2 separate regions of the Sus scrofa genome follow, and region 1 is linked to region 2. The links are chromatin contacts, called in public Hi-C maps. All regions are on one chromosome and are shown on one strand. Each heading gives the region's core, a stretch centred on a gene start, on an enhancer-like site or on the middle of the called end of the contact. The rest is flanking DNA. Distances are from core to core; before and after follow the strand shown. Region 1 overlaps LOC102166619 (a long non-coding RNA gene). Region 2 holds the start of CAND1 (cullin-associated NEDD8-dissociated protein 1).

The links. Hi-C and Micro-C count contacts between places; a contact is called where the count stands out from the background.
Region 1: a contact with region 2 is called in a Hi-C map of skeletal muscle, with 4 times the contacts expected there. The contact joins the enhancer-like site here to the promoter of CAND1 in region 2. A contact is called at or near these places in 1 of 5 promoter capture datasets (liver), 2 of 47 Hi-C or Micro-C datasets (embryonic fibroblasts and skeletal muscle) and 1 of 2 datasets of contacts at active chromatin or transcription factors (skeletal muscle).

Annotation. Positions count from the first base shown.
Region 1 is chr5:32,272,817-32,279,467 of Sscrofa11.1, reverse strand. All of the region lies in intron 2 of LOC102166619 (a long non-coding RNA gene), which reads left to right. Among named protein-coding and RNA genes, the nearest start is that of IFNG, 210 kb to the left of the region's middle. Within about 2 kb of position 2,122, at least 2 of the 83 cell types and tissues checked have an H3K27ac peak or open chromatin away from gene starts, as enhancers often do. A contact at or near this core is called in skeletal muscle, where this site is marked.
Region 2 is chr5:31,652,915-31,659,534 of Sscrofa11.1, reverse strand. It overlaps CAND1 (cullin-associated NEDD8-dissociated protein 1), which reads right to left and starts at 2,027. Exons shown (of 16, transcript XM_003126362.4): 1 at 1,535-2,027. The coding sequence starts at 1,602.

The sequences.
Region 1 (6,651 bases), core at 873-3,372, 620 kb before region 2:
TGTCTATTTACTCAAATGCTAATCTCATCAGAAACACTCTTGACACACATACCCAGTAATAATATTTGATTTAGGCATCTATTGGCCGAGCCAAGTTGACACATAAGATTAACCGTCGCATATCATTACAATGGGTTGAAAAGAAAACTTGGAATATGAGGGCTTTCTTGGACAAAGCATGAAGGTAGAGGCACAAAACTTCATGGTCAAAGTAGTCTTTGGTTCCAGTCTCCACCACTAGGTGTCGCTAAGTAATCTAATTAAATACCCAGTTTATGAATCCAACAAATAAGATGCTGAGCTGAATGAGGCAGAAATAAAGATCAAGGTGATGGGTCTAAATAAAATCCTGTAGATTATCTGTAAAAGCTATTTTAAAATGGCACAGTTTGTCTCTGGACTATGAATTGGAAAATTCATAAATTAACAAACGTATGTGGACGGGCTTAGTCTTTATTGGGGGAAGTGAATAAATCCTTTATAGCTTACATGTGCCTCCTTTTCCCTCTCCTATTAAATTGGTCATCTTGCTGCCTGCATTTTCAGGAGCATAACTGGATTTTATGTGATCTAAATATACTGGCTAGGCTGTTAGCATCTGTTTAGGCAACTCTAATCCCGAATCCTTCATTGGCTCATATATTTTATTGTTAAACTTTTACTCTTTTTGAGGGTGCTGACCCTGACCACCTATGAAGCAAGCTCAGTAAATGTAATACCTGTCCTTAGGAATAGCTTTGGGAGAACTATTCATCCTTCAATACTTGGATCAGATGTTTTCCAGTCTGTCACACCTGATCCCCAGGCAGCTCTTCCCTTTTATTCATTCCCATAGCACAGCTCTATATGTTCCAGAGAGTATTTCTCACCTTCCCTGGTAATTAACTGTTCATGTATAGGTCTTTTCCAGAGATGATGGGTTCCCTAAGGACAGGGACCAGTTTATGGAAGCCACCACAAAACTCAGCACTGTTGCTACTGTTGCTGCTTTGCTTCTGGTTCATCTACTAATATACGTGCATGACAAGTCAGTGGGCAATTACTGATTCCTTTCAGCACTTCCCTAAAATCTTCTCTCATGTCATTTCAGCAGGAGGGAAACTGTGCGCAGTCTGCCTTTTATGATCCTGTGTGCTTAGGAAGAATAATTAAGGGCTCACTAAATTGATGTGGAAAGAGGTTTTTGTTTTGTTTGAGTGGTGTCTTTAAATATTTGTAAAAGGAGTTGCTTATTATTCATCCATTGCCAGCCCATTTAAAAGAAGTCACACAGCAGAGAAGAGGGGATTATATTCAATAAGAGATGCTAAATCAATGTTTAATTTAAGGGGAAGTTTGTGAGCAAATTGCTTCATTTTTCCTTCCTAAGAGAAAACGTGAGATTAGGAAACATTTTTTTTCTGAAAGAGGTTAATGGACTTGCAAATTCAAACAGTTATTTCAAAGTGTTGCCAGTAGTTATGTCTAAATTTTTTACATATTCTTAATTTTATAAAATAAGTGTAAGTTCATTTAAGAAATTTATAGTGAAATTCAGCATGCATTTACTTAAGGCTTACTATGTAGCTGGTACTATGTTGAAGGGGGGAGCAGATCGCATGACTAATGTTTCCCCCTCCAGAAACCATGTAGGCAGTGAATGGAAATACAATTTGCTAAGAGCCAGAAACCACAAGATTTGATTAATCCCACAAAAGGGGCTGAGATAGTCAGGGAGACTTCCCCGAGAGGCATGACATTTGAACTGGAATTTTACCGTCTGTGAAATCAGCAAGCTTTACGGTTTCTACCTCATGGCTTAGCTACATTGAAGCACTAAGAGATTTAGGCAATACTTACATAGAGTTTTTAGAATTGCAATTTTATTAACGGATCGAATATATCTTTTAATCTACTTTAAAGATAAAATTATTAGAGTAAATCAAAACGACTATTTTCTGTCATTATATTGACATCGCCCTAACCTATTGGGTTTCAGGCTTTGGTGAACTTCCAGATTATCAGCAAGGTTGTTAAAATGCAGATTCCTCCCCAAACTTGCTGCATCCCAGTGTCCTAGTATAGGAAGGCAATGTGCTTTTAATTGGGCTTCCACATGATTCTGGTTTAAGTACCATTACGTAAGCAGTTTGAGACGTCAGAGGTAAAACTTGACCTTGCAGGACCTTCTGTGGTTACTAATATTATCTTCTGATCTGACAAATGTTCCTCTTAAGGGGAGATGAGGAAACTTAACATTAGGCACTCTTTTTGTTTTAGGGATGCATATAGACGCTTTTTTTTTTCCTTCCCTAAAATTAGTATAGCACCAAACTTCCATTTTAGAGGTGAGAAAACTTAAGGTTTAGAGATATTAAGAGATCTGGCCATGGACACATTATCTAAGAAGTGGTGAAACCAGTAATGAATTTGCTGGCCCCTGCCTGTTGTCCACTTGCATGTATCCAGTTTATCTCTTTTATTGGGGAGATCAATGTTTAAAACTTTTTTCTACAATATAACTAAGTCATTTCCATTAAGAATAAAAAAAACCGCTATGGTGATTTTTCTCGATCCTGTGTTCTAACCTGGCTGAGGACACCTCAATTTCCAGAGAAGAAGAGAGCCAGTTTCTTGTTCACCTTCATCCAGTCCTCAGGCCTTTTGCTGTCCTTCCTGAGTCAGAGAGCAAACGTGGACAGATTTAAATCCATTGTGAACAGATCTAAACCCTAGCACTCACCATGCCTTGTAGTGTGTTCCCTGGGGCAAGCATTTTAGAGGTGAGGCATCCTTGCAAGTAATCCATTTGCTGATAGAATCCATCAGTTCTGTTTCTACAGACCACTCCTTTTGCAAATAGACAATTGGGATTTAGCCAAATGCAAAGAGGAAAACTTCTGATGTACTTGATCCATTACTTTGGCTAGTCAGTTTATGCCTGAGGATGACCTTGGGTGTAACCAGGATGAAGGTTGGGAGCACAGTTCTTGCAGATCTCTAGAGAGTTAGGAGAACACCAGGGCCTGAGATTGGTCAGCCTTGTTGAACCCTGAGATGACCCAAGGAACTAAAGGAATAGAATTTCTTTTTTTTTTTTTAACTTTTTTTTTTGCTTTTTTTTGTCTTTTTAGGGCCACACCCATGGCACATGGAGGTTCCCAGGCTAGGGGTCTAATCTGCGCTGTAGCCGCCGGCCTACACCACGGCCACAGCAATGTGGTATCCAAGCCTCGTCTGCGACCTACACCATAGCTCATGGCAATGCCAGATCCTTAACCCACTGAGCGAGGCCAGGGATCAACCCTGCAACCTCATGGATTTGTTTCTGCTGCGCCACGACAGGAACTCCAATTTTTTTTTTTTTTTTGTCTTTTCTAGGGCCGCACCCATGGCAAATGGAGGTTCCCAGGGTAGGGGTCCAATCAGAGCTGTAGCCGCTGGCCTACACCACAGCCACAGCAACTTGGGATCCTAGCTCACGGCAACATCGGATCCTTAACCCACAGAGGGGGCCAGGGATTGAAGCCGCAACCTTATGGTTCCTAGTCGGATTCGTTAACCACTGAGCCATGACAGAAATTGGCACAGGATTTCCGATTCCTGAGATGACAGAGGCACCAAAAGCATTATCAGAGGTGGGTGATATTTTAAGTGTTGTTTTGTTTTGTATATTTTTACTTATATTGGCAATTGTAGTCTCTAAAAATCCTGAAGGACATGAAGCAGGGTTTGCCCTGTTATTCCTTGAATAATGAGAACCCTTTAGTTCAAGAGTTGCTGTTCTTAAAAACACCCATGATCATTTATCAAAAACGAGTAATAAATGAAGTTTAAAAATTCAGCAACTGACTTAAGTCAACATCATTGTTAGGCAAATTTAAGTGTTTGTGTCTTTTTGGAAAAATTGATAAACACTGTGGTTGTGTAATCAGATTTTTTTTTTTGTCCTTGCATTTGACTGCTTGAAAATGGGTCTGCTTTTGCACATGCATCAGTGTGTGTGTACACCTCACTTCCAGTAACAACAATTTACTGTGTCTATGTTCATAGAGTTACAGAGCAGTGTTCCCTCAATTGTGGGACAGAGGTCATGAGGGGGGTCCCATTGCCTCCTCCAAAAGATACCATGACAGAGTCTCTGCTATATTTCTTCCCAGAAATCTCTTATTATAGACATATATTGTAGACAGAAATATATGTCTACATGATAGACAGAAATCTCTGTCTGTAATATGATCCATCATTTTCCTGAAAAGTAGAACCAATTTGCCAAGCTTTATTTTTCAACTTTTATGTTTGTGAAAGCTGCTATATCAGTAGCCGGAGAGGCTGATTTAGCTGGCAACTAAACAGCCTCCTCTCAACATACCATTTGGGGGAAGATAAACCAGCTGATTGAGTAAGAGCAGAAATCCCCCTACACGAGCAGTTCAGAAACTGGCAGAGGTGGCGGGAATTTTTCTGGGCAGTGCTCTGGATGGCCTATCCTGTCTGGCCTGTCTCTATTCCATTGTTCCCTAAGCTTGGCCTCTGTGCTCAAGCCTCTTTCCATGATGGGCTGCTCCCCCCAGCATGTACTGTTTTTGAGAACTGACTTTGCAACAGGACCCGGAGGAAATGCTGATCCCCATCTGTTCTTCAGGAACCTCCTTGTGCAGGAACAAACTTGGATTATTAACTTTTATACTAGAACCTCAGTAGGGTTCCTGCATTGACACACACATGCACACACACACACATTACACACACTTTCTCTCTCTCTCTCTCACACACACACACAATATTTGACTAGAAGATATTTTCTTTCTTAACCCTGTTCCTTTTTTTTTTTTTTTGCATTTGCTCATGAAAAATGCATCTGTTTTTGCATGGTGTGTGTGTGTGTGTGTGTGTGTGTGTGTGTGTGTGTGTGTTTAATAGGGTGAGGGTCCTTTTGTATTCAGAGAAATCCCTCAATTTTCTACTTATCTTTAGATCATTGGGGAAGGAAATTTGCTAATTCTTTTGTTCTCTTGTGGATACACTGGGGAGGGAGTCTTAACTCCCCTCCATCTTCTATTCTCTCCTTCTCATAGGATGAGATGTGGCTAGTCTGCCTCATTCCTTGCAGTTAGGGGTCGCTAGTGAAATGGAAACAAGTTATTGGGTGGGGTTCCCAGGGAACCTCTGATTCAGCTGGGAGGTCTGTGCTTTGCTCTAGCTCCTTCCTCTTTCCTGTTGTTTGGAACATGGGTGAAATGTCTAGCGCTTCGGTGACCGTCTTGCAACTTCATGGTGACCTTGAAAATAGAAGCTCTAGGCTAAGGATATGGAGTTGAAAATAAACCCTCAGTCCCTGATGACTGTGGGGCATGTCCAGTCCTGGCTTACCTTTTTCCAAACAGGATTTAGGGGAAAGAAAAGTAAATGTGTATCTTTTGTTATTTGAAGTTTGGCGCAATGCAGCCAAACCTAATTTGTTGTAAAAGATATACAAGTCACATACTCAACAATAGCTCCACCCTGCCTCTTCTCTTTCCCTTCTCCCTCCCACAAGTCATACCCTCAAGCTCTCCACATTTTTTTTGCCTTCCTGTTAGTTTATATCCAACTGGTAAACCCAGCACTTGATCTACTTAGCACACGAGAATTAGAAGCACAGAGGATGTCACCACTGTTGAGCACAGATGTCCAGCTTGTGTAAAGCCTAGACCTCCATTTGCTTTCAAGTGACACCAGGCTCCTGTGTCTTGACTTGAGGCAGATTCACCAATCAGATTTTTAATCACTTCTATTTCTTTTTTTTTTTTTTTTGTCTTTTGTCTTTTTGTCTTTTGTTGTTGTTGTTGTTGTTGTTGTTGCTATTTCTTGGGCCGCTCCCGCGGCATATGGAGGTTCCCAGGCTAGGGGTTGAATCGGAGCTGTAGCCACCGGCCTACGCCAGAGCCACAGCAACGCAGGATCCGAGCCGCGTCTGCAGCCTACACCACAGCTCACGGCAACGCCGGATCGTTAACCCACTGAGCAAGGGCAGGGACCGAACCCGCAACCTCATGGTTCCTAGTCGGATTCGTTAACCACTGCGCCACGACGGGAACTCCCACTTCTATTTCTTTAAGGAAGAGCAAAGAAAGAAAGAGGGATTGAGAAGGACAGATATTCCCTTGTGGTATCTCTTTCTTTCTTTCTTTCTTTTCTTTTTTTTTTTTTTTTTTTTTTTTTTTTTTTCTTTTTTGTTTTGTTTTGTTTTTTAAAGCCACTCTTGTAGCATATGGAGGTTCCCAGGCTAGGGGTCGAATCAGAGCTACAGCTGCCGGCCTACACCACAGCCACAGCGACAGGGATCCAAGCCACGTCTGCGACCTATACCATAGCTCATGGCAATGCCGGATCCTTGACCCACTGAGTGAGGCCAGGGATCAAACCCACAACCTTATGGTTCCTAGTCGGATTCGTTTCCACTGTGCCACAACGCAAACTCCCTTTGTGATATTTCTGAGAGAGTAGAGCTGGTAGAAATTCCTTCTTCTGTGGGATAAGAGAGGAACATGGGAAGTAGAAATTTTCCCTAAAGACACAAATATTCAATTTCATCATGTATGTTTAGATTTCCAGTCTCAGCCTGTCATTTCTACTTTTCTAGCTGTTTTTGTTTTGTTTTGTTTGGGTTTGGGTTTTTTTGCTATTTAG
Region 2 (6,620 bases), core at 778-3,277:
CATCCTTTGAAAAACAGAAACTTTTGTTTCCCCCAATAATCTTGGTTTTGACCCTAGGACTCAAAAATCTAGAAATACTAAAATACCCAAATAAACACGTCTCTTCCAAAAAGTAATACTAAAATCTTTATTATTAGCAAACTAATTTTCAATTTCCATATGCAATACTGAAAAACTCCCTAGGAAGAAAAACTTCATGAAAATTCTTTTTGGCTTTGCAGTCACAGAACCAAAACTGTATTTCATTGGCCATTTTAATATGCCAGCATACCAACTTAATTAGGAACACGATATTTACATTTTTCATGATTCTCCTCTAAAATCAAAATTTTTTCCCCAATACATAAGATTTAAGATTTAGGCATGTTTTCAGGTGTTAAAGCATATTGCTCATACAAAAAAAAAAAAGCCCTCCAGCCAAACTTTAAATTGAAGACTGTTTGTTCTTCCCTTTAAAATGCATACAAAATACAACCACTAGAGAACAAAACAAGTATAAAACATATAAAAAGCTTTTTTAGATCAGGAGCTAATTTATTTTGTGACGGGATAGGAGGCAAGAAGGGAGAATGTATCAATTACTGCAATGCAAAAAAATAAAGGAACCAAGATAATCCTTGAAAATATAACAATTCTTCAATATGCATGTTACCAAGGTTTGGAACCAACCGCACAAGTCTCCTGGAACAGAACTTCCACAACAAAGCTTCATATTCACCATCCCCCTATTAGAAAATTCCTTCTTTTAATAAGATCCATCGCTCGGTGTACCTTTTTGTTTACGGTTCGGCAATTCACCTTTCTGGCAGTTAATTTTGGATATAAGGAAATGAGACTGAAACCCCGAGTTCCTGCTTGGGTTTTCACCTGACAAGGGAAAATGACAAGAGATGCTGGCGGGAAAACCCTAACGAGTCAAGTTTTCACCATCCTGGTTCCCCCTCCTCCTTCCCATCTTCACCAAAGGGATAATCCAAAGAAAAAGTTTATAATCCAATCCCCGAAGAGCTGGGAAAAAAGGAAATCGTTCAAGCTGAATGCACCAAGGCCCGCTCATATCTGCGGGAAAGGAGATGGCAGATGGGTCCCCGAGTGGGCAGCAAGCAGCAGCTCGGGCCCTGCAAGCGGGGCGGCCTAGCGCCTCGGGCAGACCAGCGGGTAGGCCGGCTTCTGGGTCTTCAAGCCGAAAGCAACTCCATTCCCCACAATAGTGCGTGATCTCGCCCCTTTCGCGCTACCTGGGACGCCAAAGGCACGTCCCGGGAGGGCAGGGCATGCAGTGGAGGCGTTGGGGGATGCAGAAAGGGCCTAGGACCCGAGGCGGGCAACGGCCTAAAGCAAAGAATGGGGGGAGGGGGTGAGAAGGCGGGCGAGAAAAGGGGCCCGCCGGGATCGGGGAGCGGAGGGTGGGCTGGAGACCTCGGGAAAGCCGAGGAACCGGTTAAGGCCAAAGGGGTGGGGCAAGGCCTGTGTGAGGGCCAGGGCCGCGGATGGGGGACTCCGAGGTGGGCTGAGAGTCGGATTTCGGCCTCACCTGAAGTCCTTGTCGCTGGATGTCATTTTTTCCAGCAAATTGGAAATGTGGTACGAGGCGCTCGCCATGTTGACGGCCTCGATCCCGCCCGCTGGCGCTGCTGGTGCTCCTGCCCGCTGCCGCCGCTGGGGCTCCTCCTCTCGCTCGCGGCGGCTCCCGCTTCCAGGGTCGCAGCGCGACGCAGACGCTGACTAGGGAGGCGCCTCGACAGGCTGCCCCCTCCCCGACGAGGCGTGGGCCTGTCCCGGGGGAAGCAGAGGCTACCCGGCTGGCCTAACGACGGCGCTGCTCGCTGGAGAACGAGCTCATGGGCAGCGAGGAATACTGCAGGGCCGCTCCGGGGAGCCAGACACTTCCACTCGGGCCTGTCTCGCTCCCACTCCCTCCACAGGGCAAGAGGCCAAAACCCGCCTCCTTCGCTCCGGGGGCGGGGGTAGTAGACGCGGGACGCTTACCCAGAGCTCAGGTCAGGGTTCACGGAGGACCCCCACGCACGCTGTGGAGACGCTAGGTAAAGAACAATTCTGTTGGCTAAGGCCTATGTCAGTCTTCGCGTGACCCACCTTCCAGGAGGCATGACAACGACCAAAAGAGGCTGTTATCGCGAGACTTGAAAGCGACGGTTAAGGAATGGGGGGGCCAGTGGGACAAGCATACCTTCATCCAAAAATAACATGATTTTTTTTTTCCTCTATGACAGTAAGAAAAATAGTTTACGATTTTTAAGGAGTATAAGGATCGGAGAAATGCTAATCAAGAGGTTAGCCTGAAAAGCAACAGAAGAATCATGAGAAGGAGCTTTCGTTCCAAATCGGACGCGTGGCCTACAGTGCCTTAACCACGACGGTGTAATGTTGCCACGTGAAAACCACAAATCCCAGAATTCAGTCGGCATGGTACACTGGGTCAGGATGTGATTGGTTGAAGGAACTTGTAGCTTCCTTATTGGCTTCTGGTGGAGTAGGGAATCCTGGGATTTGTAGTCTAGCGAGGCGGCTGTGTTGGATAGAACCTTTGAAGCGCAGTGGAGTAGTTTTCTGCAGCAGATTCGGATTTTTTCTTACGTCGGTGTTTGCTGTTCTAGGGTGTCTCCTGAGCTAGGCTGCTGCGGTCTGGGCAGGCGCATTGCGGATGAGTGGATATTCTTGGCAGAGGCCTAGCAGCGATTTCTTAATACGAATTATTAAAAGTGATGGTAGCCTTATTCTCTTAAGACAGCTGAGCTTTTGCTGGGCACTCCCAAAATGCGTTCTAGAGCCAGTCCCCTAAAGGAAGACGGAGCTTAGTACAGATGAACGGCCAACGACTGATGATTGTATTGGAGACTTATTCCTTTCATTTAGAATGGCTAAACTGTCACCCTCTGTATTGCGCAATTGTGGGATTGGTAATCCTACAGCTATTTTATTGTTCCCTAAAACATACAGACACAGAAATCAGTGATGTATTTTAGGATGCACTTTTTTGTTTTTTTTTTGTCTTTTTGCCATTTTCTTGGGTGGCTCCCACAGCATAAGGAGGTTCCCAGGCTAGGGGTTGAATCCGAGCTGTAGCCACTGGCCTACGCCAGAGCCACAGCAACGCTGGATCCGAGCCGCGTCTGCGACCTTCACCACAGGTCTCTGCAACGTCAGATCCTTGACCCACTGAGCAAGGCCAGGGATCGAACCCACAACCTCATGGTTCCTAGTCGGATTTGTTAACCACTGAGCCACCACAGGAACTCCACGATGCACATTTTTAACTCCTTTACGCGAATTGAGATAACAGGACCTAAAAAAAAAAAAAGAGAGAGAGAGAGAGGCAGGAGGGGGGGATTGAATAGCTCCTTTCATCCAAGTGCTAAATCCCAACGTTTCTCTATTATTCTTTCTTCTGTTTACCAAACCGTTGTTTAGTGTCTTTGAAAAGGCAGGCACAGTTATAGGCAATAACAATTAAAATAGAGGAAACGTGATCTGACCTCGTAATTCATATTTAAATTTCCCATTACTCTTGTTTCCATGTATCCTTTTACTTTAATACTATTTTTCTCCCCAATAGTGCCATATCTCTTCCCTCATTTTACCTAAGTCACCTATAATTAGGTTCCATGAGTGACTGCTTCAGCCACAAATGCTTCCTGCTCTAAAGAACCTTTTCACAATATTTAAACTATACACACAAACACCCACGCCACGCACATCACACACGAACAAGCCCATCGTTTATCTTGTGTGAGTCCTAAGGCTTGAAAACTCAATGGTCTGGTAGTAAACCTTTTTTTTTTAGCCAGAATCTAATCAGATACCAAGTCATGTTTTTCCTTTTATGTGTATAAATCCTTTCATTTATCAATTTGCAACTGAATTGTATTTGTAGTTAGAGAGCTTAAATATAAATCCTGTTTATTGCCACTTATTAGCTGTCTCATGCAATTCATTTTAAGCTCTCTGAGTCTGTTTCTTCATGAGTAACATAATAATTGTCAGAGTAGTTCCCCATAGGGCTGTTTTAAGAGTCAAAAGTGCTATTGTCTTCGTCTGCAGAGTTACCATAACAAAAATCCATGGATTGGGTGGCTTAAGCAACAGAAATCTATTTTCTCACTGTTTTGGAGGCTGGAAGGTCCAAGGTCAATGTGGCAATAAGTTTGGTGTCTCCCGAGTCCTTGGCTTGCAGACAGCCCCCTTCTCACTGTGTCCTCACAGCCTTTTCTCTGTGTACTCACACCCATGGTATCTCTTTCTCGTCTTAAAAGGACACCAACCATAATGGATTAGGGTCCCACGTTTTTTTGTTGCTGACCTTGCCTACAGCATGTGAAATTTCCTGGGTCAGGGATCCTGAGCCACAGCAGTAACCTGAGCTGCTGCAGTGAAAACACTGGATCTTTAACCTACTGTGCCACAAGGGAACTCCAAGGTCCCAACTTTTTAGCCTTAACTGTGTCCTCATTTAACCTAATTACCTCTTTAAATGCCCTGTCTTCAAATACTGTCATACTGGAGGTTAGGGCTTCAACATATGAATTTGGGAGGCATTCAATTCAGTCCATAACATATATCCCACATAAAGTGCTCAGCACATCACCTGGAGTGTAATGATAATATTTATAACTAATATATCTTGCAATTTAAAAAAGGTGAAAGCATCTAATAAAATTTAGCTATTATTACTACTATATTCTCTCAATCTTGTCCCTATCTCAACCATTCTATATATCTAGGAGGTTTTTTTGCGATTTTGGTTTATTTTATTTTATTTTATTTTATTTTTTGTCTTTTTAGGGCCACACCCGTGGCATATGGAGGTTTCCAGGCTAAGGATCAAATCAGAGCAGTAGCCGCTGGCCTACACCATGGCTCACAGCAATGCCAGATCCTTAACCCACTGAGCAACGCCAGGGATCAAACCTGCATCCTCATGGATGCTAGTCAGATTCATTTCCACTGAGCCACAAAGACAGGAACTCCTTTTTTTTTTTTTTTTTTTTTTTTTTGCATTTTTAAAAGCTTTGTTGAAGTAGAGCTGATTTACAATGTTGTGATCATTTCTGCTGTACAATAAAGTGATTCAGTGATACATGTACACACATCCATTCTCTTTCAGTTTCTCTTCCTATATAGATTATCACAGAATATTGGGTAGAGTTCCCAGTGCTATACAGCCTGTTCTCATTAGCCAGTCATTCCATATGCCTCAGTGTGCATATGCCAATCCCAAACCCCCTTTCCATCCTCCCCACTTCCAAGGTGTCCCCTTAGGTAACCATAAGTTTGTTTTCAAAAGTCTGTGAGTATGTGTCTGCTCTGCAAATAAGTTCATTTGTATCCTTTCTTAAGGTTCCACATGTAAATGATATCATATGATGTTTGCTTTCACTGTCTAACTTCACTTAGTATGAGAATCTCTAGGTCCAACCATGTTGCTCCATATGGCATTATTTCATTCTTTTTTTTTTAGTTGAGTAATATTCCATTGTATTTATGTACCACATCTTCTTTATCTAGGGCATCAAAATTGCTTCCATGTCCTGGATATTGTAAATAGTGCTGCAGTGAACACTGGGGTGCATGTATCTGTTTGAATTATAGTTTTCTCTGGATAGATGCCCAGGAGTGGGATTGCTGGATCATATGGTAGTTCTATTTTTAGTCTTTTGAGGAAACTCTACTCTCTTCCACAGTGGTTTTACCAATTTACATTCTCACCAATATTGTAAGAGGGTTCCCTTTTCTCCACACCCACTCAATCATTTATAGTTTGTATAGTTTTTTTGGGGTTTTTTTTGGTTTTTTTTTTTTTTGGTTTTTTTTGGTCTTCTAGGGCCTTGCCCGCAGTATATGCAAGTTCCCAGGATGGGGGTTGAATCAGAGCTGTAGCTGCCAGCCTACACACCACAGCCACAGCAATGCAGGATCCCAGCCCATCTTCAAGGTGCACCACAGTTCATGGCAACACCGGATCCTTAACTCACTGATTGAGGCCAGCAATTGAACCCTCATGCTCATGGATACTAGTTGGGTTCATTTACCACTGAGCCATGACAGGAACTCCAATAGTTTGTAGACTTTTTGTTGACGGCCCTTCTGGCTGTTGAAAGGTGGTGTCTCATAATAGTTTTGATTTGCATTTCTCTAATAACAATGTTGAACATCCTTTCATGTGTTTTTTGGCCATCTGTGTCTTCTTTGGAGATATAGCCAGTTTAGAGTTTTCTAACACATTGTTTTTATGGTGTTATTCACCACTCCTAAAAGTTCAGTGGGTCTCTGCTACTGTATAAGTCCAAATGTCTGCAATCAGTGTCTCTTCTTTCATCTGTCCCTAACCCTCCCTTTCTGATCTTCCGCTATTCTCATATAGGACTTGCTCCATCAATTTGAATTCCTCAAAGACCCAACTCCAAGTTTTTGTACATCATCACTATCATCATCATCATAAGCACTTATATAGGTCAGGTGCTGCAATAACTCATTTAATCTCCTTTTTCAGTGTGAGAGGCACAGAGAGGTTAAGTAACTTGCCGAAGATCACCAATAAGGAGCAGTCAGGATTAAAACCTAAGGCAAGGTTTCTTCACAGCCCATACTCGAAATCTCTG